Linked DNA regions of Mus musculus: all the other regions are linked to region 1. Evidence: chromatin contacts called from public promoter capture Hi-C data. All regions are on one chromosome and are shown on one strand. The core of a region is the stretch at or near the end of the contact, and the rest is flanking DNA. Distances in the headings are between cores, read along the strand shown. Region 1 holds the start of Esam (endothelial cell-specific adhesion molecule). Region 2 has its middle 21 kb from the start of Spa17. Region 3 overlaps Siae (sialic acid acetylesterase).

Region 1 (3,064 bases), core at 367-2,866:
GGAGGAGTTATTCATTTGGAGTGACAACGTGGTCCAGGCAACAGATGAAGGGTGTTTGAAAGAGGTACTTATGGGACTGGAGACATGGCTTTGGGGTTAAGGGTAAGGATCTTCCGCAGCATTGGGGCTTGATTGCATCTTCTCATAGGGCAGCTCAGAATCCAGGGGATCCGACACCCTCTTCTGGCCTCTACAGGCACTGCACACGTGGTGCAGACACATGCAGGCCCATACACACTTTTTAAAAAATGTTTTTAGTATTCTCAAATCTAGAAAAATCTGATAGGCAAGGAAAACCAAGACAGCCCATCCCTAACATCACCTTTTGACAGTACAAAGTTTGAAAGCTGAGCTGCCAAAGAGGTAGATTCCATAGATGTCAGGGGCAGTCTAGTGTTTGTATAGGCATTTCGTAGAGCCACTGCATGACTGGTATTTGAAGAGGAGCCAGGCTGGGGCTCTTTAGGTAGGAAAAGCCATTGCACAACACTGGAGCTGATGGGGTGTGTAGAGATGAGGAGGCCAGGCTGCCTCTACTGCCTGACAGTTCTGCTCCCTCGGAACAGGCCACGTCAGACATTCGTGGCTATGCCTTCTGTCCTGCGCAGCAAAGCCCTGCCCAAATACTTGAAGCATATTTTTATTTATTGGCTGTTAGGCTGGAACCGGTGCGTTCCCCCTGCTGAAGCAGCCCGGGCCATCAGGGGGCGCAGAGGTGCCGCCACCCCCATCCCCGCCCCCAATGACATGGGTGGGGTGTGGGGTTGAAATTAAATTCACAGCGGAAAGATCTAGTCCTGGGAATTAAAGGATCAGAACTGGCCTAAGCCGTTCACTACAAGGATGGGCGGTTGCGAAGACACCAGCGGCTGTACAGAAGGGAAAGACATTATTTATATCCCGTCCTCCTGCAGCTGCTCCCTCCTCCCTGGTCAGCATTAAGCCTGTGACTGTTGCCTCAGTTTCCTGCTCACCTCCCTTGTACCAGGTCTTCCGTGTTTTCATGAGGCAAAGGTCCGAGACTCCCCCCAGACCCCCATACACTCCGCCTCGGGCCTCGGTTTCTGGAACTCTGGAGAACCAGCCCCTCTCTAGCCTTAGGAGCAGGAAGGCCTGTGGCGTCAGGGCTATGTTGGATGTCTTCCCCAGAAGCCTCGGGCCTGAACCGGGCGGAGAGAGGTGTGGGCTAATAAAGTTCGAATCCCCATTTCAGCGGCTGCTCCTAACCCAGCTGAACCCACACTACACAACGTGGGGGCTCCCCTCTTCCTCCGAGAAGGCTGCTCTGCTTTGATTCGGGATGCCGCACGCCAGGCTTGGAGCGGCCGTTCTGACCCCAGATACAGGGCTTTTATTGTCGGGTCGGGGTCACTTCTTAAATTTAGGTTAGTCCCCCCGCCCCCATTCCTCCTTTTTCACCCTCTATTCCTGACACCTGCCCTGGAGGTATGAGGTAGAGGCCGGCGGATCCGGCTGTTTGAGCCTGGGGAGAGCTCTCTTCCCCCGCTGCGAGTCACTAGCGCGCCGCGCCCGGCAGGACGGTGACCTCTCCACCCCTTTGAATGCCCCGCCCACTGTCCAGTCGGTCTCCACCCCACCTCCCCATCCGCACACCCGCTGACTTGGGTTGGAGCCACCCTGGTCAGTAGCCTGGTTCCTGTGCACATTCGGGTTGCCGCCGCTCACCCACAACACCTGTAGACACCGTGTGTCCAACTCTCCCTGAGTACTCCGGGCCAAGGAGGGCCATGATTCTTCAGGCTGGAACCCCCGAGACCAGCTTGCTGCGGGTTTTGTTCCTGGGACTGAGTACCCTTGGTGAGTCAAACACCGGGTCTGGAGGGCTTTGATCAGGTAAATCTGATCCTAGGGGAGGACTTTAGAGAGTGGGTTTGAAGGGATTTTTGTTTGACATTCTTGTCTTTCCTCATTACTCTCCACTTCTGGACATCACTGGTTGGTGCTACACTTTCTGCCTTCTATGGCTAGAACGGCTTCCAGCTTTGGTGTGGTGTGTGGTGTTGGGGAGGGGGATAAAGGCATCTCCAGCCAAGACCTCTGGGATGAGTTAAGGCAGTTATTCCTGTCTACTCTCTACCCCCACTCATCACAGCTGGATAAGCTGAGGCACTGGATGAGACAGTGACTAAAGGCTTAAGGACTTAGTTCCAGTCCCCCCTCCCCGCACCCCTCATTCAAGCTGATGTGAAAGATCCCTGAGGGAATGCCTGGTCCTCAGTCTTGACGCAAGTACTTCAAGCAGTACTTCACGTCCCAGCATTTCCCCACCAAGCTCTTTTCTTTCCTTCCTGCTTCCTGCCCTGGAAATCAAAGGAGATGCCCCCAAAGCCTGACCATGAGGTCATTTGGACACAGGAAATTCGGGAAGAGGTCAGTTGCTCAGACTCCAGCACACAGCCTACCATCAGGTCTACCATCGTCCTTATCTTTTCTCAGATCCAAAGGAACAAGGAAAATAGGGAGAGGGTGCCAAAGGGTCCAAGAGGAAGGGGACCTCCTGAAACAAGTGTTTGGGTGAGCTCTCCAGGACAACTATCTTAAGCAGGAGCTGGAGGTGGCCCACCCAGTACTATATCTGGAGAGAAATGACTCAGTAGGAACTAAGTCCCTTATAAGCTATTCCCCAGGCTGTTTTGCTCTCTGGGTTTAGAATCCTCGCTTTAACTTCTTCCTTGGGCTAGAGGATGTCAGAGCAAGTAAGACCTGGAAGAATGTAGAGTAGATTCAGTGACATTGATGGGGATCTCCCTGCTCCCACCCATGGTTTCTTTCGGCCTGGTCTGTGTCCTAGTGGTGTTGAGGGCATGAGATCTTAGGTTCCCAAATATGAGTCTCAGAGCTTCTGTGCCCTTCCCTCCAAAGCTTGGAGTGTTTCCTGTGCCTTCAGCTTCTCAGCTCTGCTTTTGCACCTTCAACCTCAGCTTCTGTTTCTTTTCTGCATTCTTCCTCAGCTTGGCCCTTACTGTGTTGGAGAGGGCAATGTCAGCCTCCAAGCAAGGGAGGAAAAACCTATATTGGCTGCCTGAACATCACAGGCATCCTC
Region 2 (2,956 bases), core at 260-2,759, 65 kb after region 1:
CTACCCCTGTGCCATCTCTCCAGCCCCAGTGACACTGCTTTTTCCTCTGGGGAAGAAAGATGTTGGGAAGCCTTTGTACTCAAAATGTAACATTCTGGGTTTGGAGGATAGAATGAAGATGGCCCCCATAAGCTCATAGGGAGTGGCATTATTTGAGAAGATTAGGACATGAGCCCTTGTTGGAAGTAGGTGTGGCCTTGTTGGAGGAACTATGTCACGGGGTGTAGGCCAAGCCAGATCCAGTGTCACTCTCTCTTCCTGATGCCTGCCAATCCAGATGTAGGACTCGCAGCTACCTCTCTAGTACCATATCTGCCTGCATGCTACAATGCTTCTGACTATGATGGCAGTGGACTAAGCCTCTGAACTGCCAGCCAGCCCCCAACTAAATACTTTCCTTTATAAGAGCTGCGCTGGGGCTGGTGAGATGGCTCAGTGGGTAAGAGCACCCGACTGCTCTTCCGAAGGTCCAGAGTTCAAATCCCAGCAACCACATGGTGGCTCACAACCATCTGTAACAAGATCTGATGCCCTCTTCTGGAGTGTCTGAAGATAGCTGCAGTGTACTTACATATAATAAATAAATAAATCTTTAAAAAAAAAAAAAAAGAGCTGCGCTGGTCATGGTGTCTCTTCACAACAATGAGACCCTGGGTTTGGCATTTCCATCCTTGTAAATTCTGTATCTCCCAGTTCAGAGATCATACTACTCTTGGGACTATAAAGCTTAGCTATCTGTTAGGGCAAGGCATGAACACAGGAAAGAACTGAGGGACATAACTGACTTTCTAACAGTGTTGACTGACTTTTAAAAAAAAAATGCGTGTCCCTATCTCACCCCCCACCTTTCACTTCTAGGTCTGATACCTGACACCTACTGGTCCTTTATCTTTTGTGAATTTTGGTACAAAATGTTTCTCTGACTCTCTCACTAATGGTTTAGGATTCAGATGTCTCTGTTCTGCTAGATAAATGTGGTTTCCCACTTTCACAGTCTTAGCATTGTTCACTCTCTGCTGCTCTAACTAGGCTTAGCTTTTAAAATAACGGCATTTCTGAAGGACAAAGAATTAGATGCACATGCTTAATTTTCTGTTAAATTTTTATGTTAATCAACAAGTTTCTAAGTAAAACAAAGTCTGATTTGATTTTCACTTAAACTAATCACAGTCTTATTGGGATTCAGAAACCACTTTACATTATGGAATTTAATGTTAATTATTAGTTGGGAAAACAGAGTTGTTACCATATGACTGAGAATGCTGTAGAGACAATAGCTGTTACAGAGACAGACACTGCTGGAGGCAGCTATCCACCAGTTCTTCGTCTAAAAGGACAAAGAAAAGTTAGAACTATCAAAACTTGCCTCCTGCAGCTGAAACTCGGACATCTTAGGATACTGGTGGGTGACTACGCGCTGAAATTGGGCTGTACATGCTTCTGGACTGAGCTGCTGCTCTGGGGACAGGAAGAACTGTCGGTGGCTCTGCCAGGCATAGGGAGCAGACAGGAAGCAGACAGGAGGTGTACTTTCCTCCTCTGGACTTGAAGTCTCTTCTGAGGATCTCTTTTGCCACAGTCTAAAAGAGGTGCAGCTGGCAAAGGAGACTCGTGGTGTGCAAAGAGCAGTCAGTCCCTGCCTCACAGAGCCTGTTACAGTGGCCTTGGAGCACAGAGGATGGCTTGCTAACTGATGGACCCCAAGCTTTTGAATACTCGGGATTTCATGCATTTTTACCTTCCAATAAGCAAAGTCAATTCTCATCCCACCCCCTCCCTCTCTCTGCCCCACATCCAAGAAAGGGGGGGGGAAGGGAGGAAGGGGAGGGAGGGAGAGAGAGAAGGGGGGTAGGGGGGAAGAGAGAGAGAGAGAGAGAGAGAGAGAGAGAGGAGGGAAGGAGAGGGGGAGGGGGGAGAGAGGGAGAGGGAGAGGGAGAGGGAGAAATCGCAGTAACAATTGTATTCACATAGGAAAATGGGATCTCATGATCTGGGTAATATTGATGACAAGTCAAATCTAGGTGGAGTCCCAACTAATCATTTTGCTTCTAAATATTATCTTGTGGGCAGGAGAGAGGAGAGATGTACCAGGTACCAGTAAGTACCAAGTCTAAGATTTGAGTTCAATCTCTGGAACCCTTTATTGTGGGAGGAGAAAACAAATTCCTGCAGGTTGTCCTTTGATCTCCACTCAGCAGTATGAGGCACACAGGTACACACACACACACACACACACACACACACACACACACCCCACACACACAGTTTTTCAAAAGTGAAAGAAAAAAAAGTGAGTTTGTTTTGGTCACTTTTCTGTTGCTATGACAAAATGCCATGGCCAACGGAACTCACTTTGGGGCTCACAGTTCCAGAGGGCTAGAATCTGTAACCATTATGGTGGAAAGCATGCCAGCAGGTAGGCAGGCATGGTTTTGGAGCAGTAGCTGAGAGCTTACATCTTGATCCACAAGTGTGAGGTAGAGAGAGCTAACTGGGAACACCACAGGCTTTTGAAACCTCAAAGCCTGTTCCCAGTGAAATTCCTCCTCCAGCTGCATCTGGTTGCAGTTGGCGTTCTTAACTCACCCATAGGATGCTCGTCATAAGTGTTATTAGAAGTGCGTCAACTCTCATTCCCAAGAGCAGAATAAGTGCATTCTGGTTCATGACATCCATTTATGGAAAAATTAAAAAAAATTTCCAGACAGTACATGAAACATTGTATAACACCTTCCCTTTTCCACCTTTCCATCTTCCTTGGAAACACAGTTTATCAAGTACACTACAAGGGAGCTGTGGCCACATCTCCCTCTTTTTGAGAGTGAGTTTCTTTTTAAAACATTTGTTGTTTGTCTTTAATCCCAGCACTCAGGAGGTGGAGGTAGTCAGATCTCCAAGTTTGCTGCCAGCCTGCTCTCCAGAATTAGTTTCAGGGCAGCCAAGGGATACACAGGGA
Region 3 (3,086 bases), core at 407-2,906, 100 kb after region 1:
TCCCCTGCCTGTGTCTGAGGACGTCTCACTGTCCTCTCCGAGTGAACCAAGATCTGCTCCAGCTCCTCTCAGGGCCTCCTGTCTTCCCTCGGGCTTTACTCTCCATTTCTCTCTCTGAGAGAAACACAGAATCCGTATTTCATGGCTCTGCCTCCTCTACAGCAGGCTGTGCACTAGTCCAAGGACACCGCAGCAAGTAGACAGACACACAGTGCCTGCTGTGAAGGTTCAGCCTTGTTCTTTATTTCCACAAAACAAGACAAAGGCAAATACAACCAGCCCCCTTCTCAGCAAGCGTCATCACTGGCCTCACAGTATGTGGAATATCTTTTGTTTCATTCTTCTCCTGCCCCCCACAGGGTTCACTCTTTTTGTTTTGGTCTGTTTTTCCTACCTCCCCTCTCCTCCCCTCCCCTCCCCTCCCCTCCCCTCCCCTCCCCTCCCCTCCCCTCCCCTCCCTCCCTCCCTCCCTCCCTCCCTCCCTCCCTCCCTTCCTTCCTTCCTTCCTTCCTTCCTTCCTTCCTTCCTACAGATTAGGCTGGCCTCAAATTTAAGAGATTATTCGCCCGTCTTTACCTACAAAGTGCTAGGAATAAAGGGGATTAAAGGGGATTAGAGGCAGATATCACCATCACTACTACCTGGGAAAACATAGTTCACTCTGTAGGTAAAGGCTTGCCATGTAAGCACCAGAACCTGAATTCAGAACCCCAGCACTCATTTAAAAGGCAGATGTGACAGCATATATCTGTAATTCCATCACAGGGGAGGCAGAGACAAAGTGATCTCTGGGGGTTACTGGCCAGCCAGCCTAGCTGAATAAATAGTGAGAGGCAATTTTAAAGTGAATGAATGAATGAATGAATGAATGAGGTAGAGGATGATAGAGGAAGACACCTGACTTTGTCCTCTGGTTTCCACATATGTGCACATACATACTTGCACATCTTGACAAATACATGCACGCGTGCATGCAGACACATACTTTATGTACAAATAAACAAGTCCTTGTCTATCCTCTGGTTTCCTAACCACTTTTTATCCTTTTAAGTTACCTTTCTCCTCTACCTACTAGTTAGTAGGTCTACCTTTAGCTACTCACAGCCACCTAACAATAACATACACATGTTTCCTATGATATTAGAGACACAGTTATGAATGCGATGAAGTCCCTCCAGAACTAATAGAAATACTGTTCTATTGCTGTGAGATACCATGACCAAGGCAACCTATAGAAGATGACATTTAATTGGGGGCTTGTTTACAGCTTCAGAGAGTTAGTCCATTATCATCATGGCAGGAGATGTGGCCACAGGTAGGCATGGTACTGGAGATGTAGCTGATAGCCACATCCTGATTTATAGGTGGGGGCCGGGAGGGAGAAGGAGGGGGAAGGAGAGAGGGTGAGAAGGAGGGAGGGAGGGAGGGAGCAAGGAACGGAGGATGGGAATGAATGAGAATGGGCTTGGCAGGGACTTTGAAACCTCAAAGCCCACTCTTAGTGGCATACCTTCTACAACAAGGCCACATCTCCTAATCTTTGCCAAACAGTTCAACTAACTGATAACTAAGCATTCAAATATATGAGCCTATGGGGCCCCGTCTTATTCAGACCACCACAGAGGGAAACACTGAACTTCATATTACAGGAAGTGATGTAATAGGGCTGCACAGAGAGGGAGGATGTCAGTCTAAACCAGGCTTTGGCTGAACTTCATTGACTAGTTTTTCTTTGTTGTTAACTCCAGCTAAAACTTGTTCGTATCCCTTAAGATACTGTACTTTGCCATTTATTTTATTTAGCTCATCAGTTGACCTATTCAGTAAGCTTTAGAATTTATGAGGAGAGACTCTTTGTGTCTCTTTCATTGCTATATCTCAACCACTGTGTAGTTCTGGATACATAGTAGGTGCTCAGTTAATTCTAATTTGTCGGAAATTGATTTGATTTTCTCCTATTGCGCTTCTTGGGTTTGGATCCTTTTCAGGACTAAACAGAGTGCCTCCTGTATAGTAGACTTTTACTAAGTACTAATTTGAATTGATCCCATCTCTGTGTGTATTTCTACCTTCCCCTCCCCTTGTCAACTTCCTCTAGTATGGAGCTCACATACACCAGCTTGTGTTGGTTCCTGGGTAATATGAACAGTTGAAATAAATTAGACTGGTGAAAGCAAAACTGGTTATGGTTGCTGTGTTTCCCTTTTTGCTGCATTCCTCAGCACTTATGTGTCCATATTTTCATTACTTCAGCTATGGAATTTATCATAACACCACCCAGAAAAAAAACCCCCACATCTTCTACCTACTGGCTGCCTCCCTTAAGTGAGTTAAGGGCGGCAGGGACCTTACAGGCTTTGTACCACTTATCTACTGAGGAGGACTTAGAGTTCCTGAATTCCGATGCACCTGAGGGCCTGGGGTTCTGCAAAACCTGCTGAGAGTTTTGGATCCCTGATTATATAAGCAAATTATTTATGTTCAGACTACGACACAGTTGTTTCCATTTGCCTCCATGCCAGACTGAGAGCTCTTGCTTCCTCATTATGGCAAAAAGCAGTTTGAGCAAATGAAAAAAAAAACAAACAAACAAACAAGCAAACTGAAGAGCAATCATGGGAAACTGTCACGAACACTGTAATTTTCCCCTGTGGAAAAGCTGTTTCTCCTTTGGGGAGCTTTGGAAGTCACGCTTTATTCTGGGCTGTATCTTGTATCTTAGCCCTCATCTTACCCTGCATCTGAAGGTCTTAGAAAGGAGCCCACTGCTGGCTCCACTCATGCCACAGCCCCAGTTGGCACCCCTCTTCTTTTCTCTTGACTTTCCCTATAACTGTTTCTCTGCACAGGAAACTTGGGCCATGGAAATTTCACTTACATGTCTGCGGTGTGCTGGCTCTTTGGGCGTTACCTGTATGACACTCTGCAATATCCCATTGGGTTGGTCTCCTCCAGTTGGGGTGGGACGTACATTGAAGTCTGGTCATCTAGAAGGACACTGAAAGCCTGTGGAGTCCCTAATACAAGGGATGAAAGAGTTGGTCAGCCCGAGATAAAGCCCATGAGGAATGAATGTAACAGTGAGG

What was found. Promoter capture Hi-C pulls out the DNA fragments that hold promoters and counts their contacts.
Region 2: a contact with region 1 is called in a promoter capture Hi-C map of the HPC-7 cell line. The contact joins the enhancer-like site here to the promoter of Esam in region 1. A contact is called at or near these places in 9 of 39 promoter capture datasets (the C10 cell line, the HPC-7 cell line, the SN4741 cell line and 6 more), 1 of 15 datasets of contacts at CTCF or cohesin (the G1E-ER4 cell line), 1 of 484 Hi-C or Micro-C datasets (B cells), 3 of 115 datasets of contacts at active chromatin or transcription factors (embryonic stem cells and fetal liver) and 3 of 9 other capture datasets (adipose tissue, liver and pancreatic islet).
Region 3: a contact with region 1 is called in a promoter capture Hi-C map of the HPC-7 cell line. The contact joins the enhancer-like site here to the promoter of Esam in region 1. A contact is called at or near these places in 8 of 39 promoter capture datasets (the C10 cell line, the HPC-7 cell line, cranial neural crest and 5 more), 7 of 484 Hi-C or Micro-C datasets (embryonic stem cells, epiblasts, liver and 1 more), 10 of 115 datasets of contacts at active chromatin or transcription factors (embryonic hindbrain, embryonic stem cells, fetal liver and 4 more) and 4 of 9 other capture datasets (adipose tissue, embryonic stem cells, liver and 1 more).

Annotation. Positions count from the first base shown.
Region 1 is chr9:37,526,473-37,529,536 of GRCm38.p6, forward strand. It overlaps Esam (endothelial cell-specific adhesion molecule), which reads left to right and starts at 1,617. Exons shown (of 7, transcript NM_027102.3): 1 at 1,617-1,818. The coding sequence starts at 1,749.
Region 2 is chr9:37,591,337-37,594,292 of GRCm38.p6, forward strand. No RefSeq gene overlaps it. Among named protein-coding and RNA genes, the nearest start is that of Spa17, 21 kb to the right of the region's middle. Within about 2 kb of position 1,510, at least 10 of the 459 cell types and tissues checked have an H3K27ac peak or open chromatin away from gene starts, as enhancers often do. A contact at or near this core is called in the G1E-ER4 cell line, the HPC-7 cell line and pre-B cells, where this site is marked.
Region 3 is chr9:37,628,500-37,631,585 of GRCm38.p6, forward strand. Siae (sialic acid acetylesterase) reads left to right here. Exons shown (of 10, transcript NM_011734.4): 5 at 2,850-3,086. Among named protein-coding and RNA genes, the nearest start is that of Siae, 16 kb to the left of the region's middle. Within about 2 kb of position 1,657, at least 1 of the 459 cell types and tissues checked has an H3K27ac peak or open chromatin away from gene starts, as enhancers often do. A contact at or near this core is called in the HPC-7 cell line, where this site is marked.